Regions from separate parts of the Sus scrofa genome. Here all the other regions are linked to region 1. The links are chromatin contacts, called in public Hi-C and promoter capture Hi-C maps. All regions are on one chromosome and are shown on one strand. The core of a region is the stretch at or near the end of the contact, and the rest is flanking DNA. Distances in the headings are between cores, read along the strand shown. Region 1 holds the start of ARNT (aryl hydrocarbon receptor nuclear translocator). Region 2 holds the start of OTUD7B (OTU domain-containing protein 7B). Region 3 holds the start of ANP32E (acidic leucine-rich nuclear phosphoprotein 32 family member E).

Evidence for each region. Promoter capture Hi-C pulls out the DNA fragments that hold promoters and counts their contacts. A called contact is a pair of places that touch in the nucleus more often than the background predicts.
Region 2: a Hi-C map of heart right ventricle shows a contact between it and region 1, with 4 times the contacts expected there. The contact joins the promoter of OTUD7B here to the promoter of ARNT in region 1. A contact is called at or near these places in 1 of 5 promoter capture datasets (fetal liver) and 1 of 47 Hi-C or Micro-C datasets (heart right ventricle).
Region 3: a contact with region 1 is called in a promoter capture Hi-C map of fetal liver, with 2.8 times the contacts expected there. The contact joins the promoter of ANP32E here to the promoter of ARNT in region 1. A contact is called at or near these places in 1 of 5 promoter capture datasets (fetal liver) and 1 of 47 Hi-C or Micro-C datasets (heart right ventricle).

Annotation. Positions count from the first base shown.
Region 1 is chr4:98,331,896-98,334,894 of Sscrofa11.1, reverse strand. ARNT (aryl hydrocarbon receptor nuclear translocator) reads right to left here and starts at 1,436. Exons shown (of 22, transcript NM_001315687.1): 1 at 1,276-1,436. The coding sequence starts at 1,300.
Region 2 is chr4:99,053,013-99,056,011 of Sscrofa11.1, reverse strand. It overlaps OTUD7B (OTU domain-containing protein 7B), which reads right to left and starts at 1,586. Exons shown (of 12, transcript XM_001925669.7): 1 at 1,272-1,586.
Region 3 is chr4:98,847,608-98,850,606 of Sscrofa11.1, reverse strand. ANP32E (acidic leucine-rich nuclear phosphoprotein 32 family member E) reads right to left here and starts at 1,493. Exons shown (of 7, transcript XM_021089919.1): 1 at 1,055-1,493. The coding sequence starts at 1,108.

The sequences.
Region 1 (2,999 bases), core at 187-2,686:
CTGCAATGGAATTTTAGCCATTAATTTTATCTCCTTTTCCTCTAAAAAATTAACAAGATTTAAAAATATGATATTGACCATGTGGACAAATGTTAACTTCCTTTTAAATAGCTTCTGTTCCCAGAAACATGGTAGGAAAGACAGTAAATTTCACAGTGATTCAACTGTAATAGCAAAACCTGGTATTGCAAAATAATACTCCCTTTCAGAGACACGGAAAAAAATTTAAATTTCAACAAGGGAATGGCAGTGAATCCCTCCCACTAAGGTACTTCCAAATTATTCATCCCCACCTCTGGCTTCTTTTTTAAGGCTATTAAAGACAGGGATTTCTGGAAAATGGCCAAGGTCAGCAAGGTAAACTGGGATCCCTAAAATGAAATACTTCCCAGGGAGAAATAACTGTAACATAGTGGAAAGAGGACTGGGACTAGGAATGTGAAGACCTGATCTGTCTAGACATGCTGCACTACACGCCACTCCATCTCTTAGACATGACTGACTAGATTTTTTCGAAATGTTCAAGCTCTCCTTTTAGAAGAGATATTCATTGAGATATAGCATAAATTGAACTTTTCTTAAAGAATGGGAACTGCTTCGACCCACATCTAACAAATTAAACTTGGGTCCTGGATGCTTGCTGTTGGCAAGATTCATCCTGAAACTCAAGCATTACACAAACCTCCGCCTTCAGACACTAGAGGCATCTTTAATACACAAATGTAAGTTTCAAAGGACAGCCCCCGGGGCGAGGGGTAGGGGCACAGCTTTTTTATTTTTCAAGAGAAATTGAGTATAATTCAAGGCTTTATAACCTAAACGTTTGGAAGCACACCTCAGCTAAACAACAACGTGGTCCAGTGCTTAAGAGTCCAAACCACTTTTAAAGTAAAAAGAGCCACTCTGCCCACAGTTACTCGGCATCAAGCAGGTCCACAGTGGGCAGAGGGTTGAAAGAGGACCACACCACACAGCAGAACGCCGCCACAAGAGTGGAGGCGGGCCAGCCCCGCGCCAAGAGCCGCTCCAACAGAACTCGGGGCAAGGATTCCCCAACTCTCACCCGCCTGCTCCCTCCCTCCACTTCGGGTCTCCCCAGTGCCCCAGGGTCGGGCCCCTCCCCCAGGTCACTCCCTTCCCCCACTGTCCCCTAACCGCCTACGCGCGTCCCAGCGCTCTCACCCCAACTACGGCCCCTCAGCCCTGGGTCTCCCCAGCTGCCAACCCCTTCAGCCCCTCCTTCTTTAGAGGCACACCAGTCCTCCGTCTCCTCACCGGGGTTAGCAGTAGTCGCCGCCATGGCCGCAGATGCCACCGCCGCTGTACCACCCCCCCAGTGGGAGGAGCCGCCGCCACCGAACCGGGGGGAGGGGGAGGGGAGAGCCACTCCCCAGACGCGGCGCCGTAATGCCGCCACCGCTACCGCGGAATCCAAGATGGCGGCTGCAGCAACCCCCACCGTCCCCAACCCCTACGGCGGAGAGACCCCGCCCAGGAGGCGTGGTCACCCCCAAGGCCCGCCTCCTCTGGAAAACTGGCCAATGGAAATGCCAAATCGACCGGAGGCGGGCTGGCCACTGAGCCGCCAGCGGGTCCGGAGGAGGAGAGAGGGCAAGGAAGAAGTCCAGCTGTCTCTTTAATCCCGCCTCTAGTGCGTTAGAGGTCAGAGATCCAGTGACGTCAGTGAAAAACAATTTTACTAAAAAGCTTCGCTGGGTGGTGGATTCGCCTGGCTGGCCACTCTGCAGACAATTTTTTTTGTAGATCTTCTTCAGGTGCTCATATGTTTAAACTTCACTTAGTGATTTGCAATCCTTCCTAGTTTTTTCCTATTTCAAGGACCTTTGTACCTGCTGAAAAAAGTTAGATAAGTGAGTTTTGAATGCTTTTTATGGAACTGGTGGTGTTCGAGTATCTGGGCGCTTGTGGTGTGGTAGGGGAGATATCGGCAGCCAAAACAAGAGGCAATGTATAAAGAAAATATTTTGATTAAGAGTGGGATAACTTCCTCTGATCAATGAAAGGGACATGGTGACGGGTTTTTAGCAGAGAACTGATAAGATGAATATTGCACAAATTTATTTTCAAAAAATAGGAAGCATTGAGCACTTCGGGCCAGACACTGTCCAAACCGTTTTATAGTATTTCATTTAATCCTCATAACAACATTGTGAGGTAGATTCTGTTATTTTTTCCGTTTTGCAGATAAGGAAACAGAAGCAAAGAGGTTAAACTATGGACACCCAGCTGGTAAGTAGCGGTGGAGGCAAACTGAAGAAGTCTGACTCTGGGAATATTTTCCCTTCATCCCCTTTGTGTAGCACTGCAACATACTGCCGTTTCACATATCTTTCACAAATTGTCTATTAGAAATTTAATTCTAATTTTAACAGAAATCCCATTACACTCTTGAGCATCTTTGAATTCTTGTATGTATCCTACAAAGATTACATAGATCCACTTTTCTCAGTTAACAGTATAGTTTAACTCAGCCAAGGTATTTTAACATATTTTGAATATTATTGTTACATTTGTTAAAATTAAAATTTTCTTTGCTATCAGTTTGTTGTGTTGTATTTCCAGTTCACCAAAAAGAGAAAAATCACTCACTCAAAAGAAATGCATTGATGAAAAAAGTACCTTGAAGTGTAACCAGTAGCAGTGAAAATTTACAAGGAGATAGAGCTTAATTCTCCTCCTTTTTTTTTTTTTTTTTTTGTCTTTTTGGGGCCACACCCTTGGCATATGTAAGTTCCCAGGCTAGGGGTTGAATCAAGAGCTGCAGCTGCCGGCCTACATCACAGCCACAGCAATGCAGGATCCAAGGCGTGTCTGCAGCCTATACCACAGCTCACAGCAACGATGGATCTTTAACCCAACAAGCAAGGCAAGGGATTGAACCCACATCCTCATGAATACCAGTTGGGTTCCTTAACCACTGAGCCACAATAGGAACTCCCTAATTTTCCTCCTTTGATTGTGAATTTGGCTTAGGAGTT
Region 2 (2,999 bases), core at 337-2,836, 720 kb before region 1:
CCTAACCACCCAGCGTACGTCCTGTTGTCTTCTCCATCCCATCAGGAATACAATCCCATTTACTGGGAAGGAAATTTTCTGGTTTTTAGATTAGCTACCTTTTTGGACTAGCCTTACCACTACCTCTTCTCTCTACTTTGTCCTTTCTCACTTTAGAAATAGGTTGAAAGACAAAGGGCGCCAGCGTCCTCCAAGATCTAAATACAAAGTATGAGAAGCCAAAGACTGAACAATTACCAGCTTCTATATTTTCTAAAAAGTATTTTATGCATATATGTACTAAAACGAAAAGTCCTGCTAATTTTTGTTTTTGCATTCATGAAAACTCCCTGAAGAGCTCGGGAGAATCTCAACATAAAATTTCACCAGTTTCTTTTAACTTAATTTTTATATCTGTACTCTGCCCAGAGAAGCAACCGAAGTTCTAGAGACAGACTACCAAGGCATAGACGGAAAGAGGGGGTTAGAAAAAAAGAGAGAGGGAAAGAAAGAGGGAAAGAGAGAGACTCAGAGCGCTGTTCCTTGTGAGCCGACAAGCTAAAAATACGCCGGCCCAGTAAACAAATCCCATTCCATCCCGACCAGAGCCACACCGTTAACCTAGTAATTATGAGAAGAGGAGTGAGATCACGCAGCCCCCGGCTTACTCATCATCAGCTTCTAAAGTTTCCATCGGGCTCACAGCAACTTTTCTTTTTTCTAAAGTTCATAAGCCTACCGTAGAATCAGTCATTCTCCCTCCCTCCCTCTCACACTCACACACACACACACACACACACACACACACACTTCTTTTTCGCTCCCTTCCTCCATTACTGGACGCACCTCAGTTTGGCTATCCTTAAGGGAGAACAAGCTTGTTTTCATTCTACTTTTATATTGAGACTTTAAAATGAACTTTATCCTACTATGAGAGTAGTAGCCTGCACTCCTAACCACCTTAAAAGTCCACCATCCCTCTCCGAAAGTCTAGCTGATAAGGGAGGACCGTCCGAACTGCCCAGCAGTTGAGGAAGGGAGGCCAAGAATGGGGAAGGAGGGCTGGATCGCGGGACGCAGGTGAAAGGGAGGAGTAACGAGGGAAAGGTTGGGACGAAGCAAGGCACAGTAAGGGCGAGGAGGGGGTGCCGAGAGGAGAAGGCTCTGGGTGAAATATAATCAGAAAGGAGAAGAGGGACCGTGGCGATCAGAGGGTCAGAGTTTGGGAGTCTGAAGAGGCGGGAGGGGCGGGGGCAGACGGGGGAGGGTGACAGGGAGGGGGGCTCCGTTACCCTCGCGACTCCCGGGGCAAGGCCCTAGGCCGGGGCGGAGCGCGGGGCCCGGCTGCCTCTCCTCATTCCACGGCAGTGACCCCGGGGTCCGGCCGGCCCCTCCCCCGACGACGATGGAGTCGGAGGCGGCGGCGGAGAATGCGACCGCGGTTGTTGCTCCGCACAGGATCAGGAGCTGGAGCCAGACGGGACTGATCCGGACTGGCCTCCCCCAGTGGCTTTTTGCCTGCTCCACACTCGGTCGCCACTCTGACTCCGGCGGCTGGTTCAGGATCGTTGGTTTTCGGCCGTCCGGCCGGAAACAAACGCCGGTTTCCGGCCGGAGCGGGTTGGTGGTGACACCCAAGCGGCCCCGGGCCTCCTGCGCCCCGCCTCGCCCCGCCCGGCCCCGCCCCTTGGGAGCCCCGCCCTTAGCGCCGCTCCCTCGGCCTAGGCCAGTTTGGCGCTTGCCCGGAGCGTGACCCCGTGTTTTCCTGGCGCGTGTTCCCAAAGCCCCTGGTCTGCAGAGTTCTTGAACCAGAGCTGGAGAGGTACAGGGTATACCCTCGAGACTTTGAGGTGGAGTCGTTTGGACACAGCCCTTTGGGAAGCAGAGAGAGGAGGGGTAGTTCTAGGAAGGTGAGAGGGATGAGAATACTTTAGAAAGAGAAGACTGAAATTCTAGTTACTCTACGCAATCACTCTGGACTGACCAGAGGGAAATGAACAACGCTTCTTCCAGACCCGTCTCCACCCAGTTATGCACGCTTCATCCACTCATGAACTGAACATACCTTTCCCTATAAACACTCAATATTTATTTACTTGCCTAACGAGGATACCCTATTGACATTTCTGCCTTAGACTCTTAGCCCAATCAAAACAAGTTATGTAGTGCTTTTTTTGGTAATGCCTTTTAACAGCCTTGCAGCATAGTTCAATTCTCAAATACTAATTGAGTCCCTACTATGTGCAAGGCACTGTGCTCATTGATATTGGGAACACAAAAATGATTGACAAAATCCCAGGCATCAAGGATCTTAACACTTTAGTAAAATGCATCAAACTATTACATAAGGCGGAACTCTTATCAGTGCTGTGTGGGTTATAAAGACCTATGACTGTGAGAACATAACCTTTGCCTGACACACAGCAAACCTCCCATATTTGTTGAATGAATAAAGATTTGAAGAATGTGGACAGTTTCAAGTAAGAAGAGCCATTTCGTTAATACCTCTTTATGACAAACACAAAATGGGACCAGTCCCTGCTATAATCTGACCAAATAAATCCAAAATTTTAATTCATATTCCTAACATTGTGACAACTGGCTTGCATGTTCAAAATGTTTATTATCTAAATTGTGCTCCTTAGGCCTATTTAAAAGCAAATATTATAGTCAACTTTTCTGTCCCCTCATTAGATTCTGAAGTCCTCAGTTTCTAAAGGGAAGCCGTTTAGAATTACCCAGCTCAAGATAGAAAATTGACATCTGAAACAGGAAACTTCCTAGACAGCTATGTCTCTTGGGAATATCCTGAGTTTAGAGGTAAGGATTTAGGGCTGGGCCTAGGGTCATACCAAGGCCCAGCAGGAAAGAGTGCCTTGCATGAAGCATGCCCAGGAAGCATGCTCTGGGTTGGCAGGCAGAGCCATTTGGTCTGGGCTTCAAGTATATGGGAACTACAAATTTTAGGTATTGTTCAGTGGCAAATTTGAGGAGGAGTAGAATGAGGCTTGATCACCTAA
Region 3 (2,999 bases), core at 244-2,743, 520 kb before region 1:
GCGGGGACTCCCCAAAGAAAAAAGGGGTCGCCTCGCAGCCCGCGTTCCCCTAGTGCCTCCGCCCCTGGCGGGGAGGGCTGGGTGAAGCCGATCCCGCGCCCTCGGAAAGGAGGCGGAAACGCCTCCCGCCCGACCCCGAAAAGTTGACCACGACCCCGCCTCACGTGGCCCCTCCCAACCCCGTCTCTTTAACTAAAGCGACAGCTGCAAGAGCGCATCATTTAGTTTCGCCGAACCCATCTTTAAAACACGAAACTCCTACGACCCATTTGTTGAGTTCTCTGAAACCGTCTCCAGGGATCAAAGTCGGAGTCGCCGCCAGCACGACACGACACGCCGAATTTCGTTACACCGCGGGGGGGAAGAAGAGGATAAAGCCTCGTGTCCCCTCCCCACCTCCAGTCACTACGACGAGTCCCAAAACTTGCCCGCGGCCGGAGAAACTGGCCGCTGACCCAGATTCCGCCTGGCGGCGGTCGGCGCGCGGTGCTTCCCGGGGGAGTGGGCGCCGCCGGCAGCCGGCAGTCTACGGACCCGGCGAGCGACCCCAGCCCCGCGTCCGGCGGGACGTCGGACGGCCAGGGGCCTCGAGGCCGGGGGCACCCCTCTCCAAAAAAAAAAAGAGTTGGAAGTACTGCAGAAAAGTTGAACTAACTTCTCAGACAACGATGGCTGCGACAGAAGCGAGTGGGACTGGGGGGTCGCGCCCACGCAGCCGGCCCCAAGAAGGAGGAACCCGGGGAGCGAAGAGGCGGAGCGGCCCCCAAGACTCCGCTTCCCGCCCCCACGAGGCCAAAACGCCGGACTCGAAGAGAGGAGAAAGGGGCTAAGCCCCCAAGCACGCACAAAAACGCCCCTAGAAACTTAAACCCTTCGCCATTTTAAGTAAAAGATTTTAATGATTTAAAAGTTAAAATCAAACCTTTCCCCCCAGCTCTAACCCAAGATGGGGGTTAATTCATTACTGCTCCCCACATACCCACCCGGACCCCCCGAAACCCCATCCTCCGAATACAGGGCTGGTGGGGAAGGGGAGGGGGCTGAGTCATCTCACCTCCTCCGGGGCTCTGTCCCTTAACTCCAGGTTAATCCTCTTCTTCATCTCCATGACCTACTCCTGCTTTTCTGCTATTACTCTCCTCCCTTACCCTTTCCTGCCTCTCACTACCCCCCAACCCTAAAATTTTAAAAGATTTCAAAATGAATGAAAATAAAAGCAAATTTAAACGCCCACCACCACCAGATAGGTGTGTGGGAGAAAAAAGAGAATAGCAAATGGAGTCCAAGGAGTTAGGACTCTTAACTCGGCTGCCCCCACCTCCTTGTCCACACACTCGCGCGCGCACTCACACGCGCACACACACATACACACACCCGCAGTTCCTTCCCCTTCAATGGCTGCTCGGAGACTGAGCCTCCATGACACGGCACCGCCAACCCCCTGGCCTATACTCCACCCACCTTCCGAATGTATTGGTTGATTCTTCAGCATCTCACTATGCCACTGGGCTACATAAATGTCTATCAGTCTTCAGGGCGGACCTGAACCAGAAACGCTGTGTCTATTGGCTACGACCAAGCGCGCAGTTAACTCCGATAGGCCCAGAAAGATGTTCATCCCGGGGAGATGATTTTGAATCCCAGTAGCCCCCCTCCTTTTCTTTGTGTGATTGGCGCGCTTTCCCTAGGCGATCGGACGGTTTTGAAGCCTGTTGGATTTCTTTTTGTTTTTGTTTTTGTTTTGTTTGTTCTTAGCGTTAAAGGAAGGAAGAAAGCATCCGTCTTACGTGCGGAAGTTGCAAGACATAATTCAGCACATGGCACCCACTGGCTCTTGGCGGTTTTAAAGCACACTCCTGTTTTGTAGCCAAGGTACACAGCAACGTGCACGTCACATAAAAAGCATGCCTTCGTGGCACTGTCCTGCTGAAGATAAGCTTCTGGTGCAGAACCAAAGCAGCGTAGAGATGGTCGTTTAACTTCCACCATGAAGGACTAAATGATTTTGAAAACAGTTGGGTGAATAAGTTAGGCACCTTTAAATAAATCTGCCCTGGAGGAATGGTTGCTGAGGTAATTGTTACTGTAATAAACACTAAGACCTTGGAGGGAAAACAATGCTGGCCCAATGAAAATCAGACATCAGTGTGCATAGAAATGGTGCAGCAATGCCTCTCCTTTCTAAAATCCCTCTGGTTGGTTTCCATGGAAATCTGTAGTTTAAATGTGCTTTTAAAAGTCTGTCAATGTAGAATATAAAACCGGGATAAGAGTGATTTTTTTTCTTTTCTTGAAAGTCTAGCTTTTCTTAGTTCTTGCTTACATTCTGTCTTTTCCATTCCCTTACACCTTTCTCAGGATAAATACCCAAAGGTATTCCAGAAGATTTGGGGAAGGAAGTGGGTGAATTATTATTCCTACCTTGCCCAGCGCTGAGTGTGTGCTATTTTCCCACTTTCTTATGTTAGAGACCTTAGGGTTTCTGAACACACTTCTAACCACTCCACTGTCACCCCTCCTCCCACACAGACACACAGCTCCTCAAAGGGGCTTACATTTAAAATGTAAATATTTTGTATTTGGCATGCTAAATACTTTAAAGGAAAACGAAATAGTGATTGCCTTTTCCTTGCCAAGTGTTTCCTTTGAATTCCCTGAAAAGGAAATTTTGTGAGGATGAAAACAAAGGGGGAAAGGGAGAGTTTTTGGTATAAAATGGGGTATTTTACTTTTGGTATAAGTGGGGGTGGGGGGAGAGTGAGTATTTGGAGTTGGTCTATTTTGTTTGTTTGCTTGCTTGAATACAGGCCAGAGGAAGCCAGGATGATATAAAACTGAACCAAAATGAACTGAGGAAAAGTTCAAGGAAGAGTCAAAAACGAAAAAACAAGAGAAGGAGAAAAGGGGCTACAAAGAAATCTGGAAGCATATTTTAGTACCAGTTTAGGAAGAAGTCCTATGTTCTGATCCCACTAGCCGCTCTGGAATGGAATCCCAAA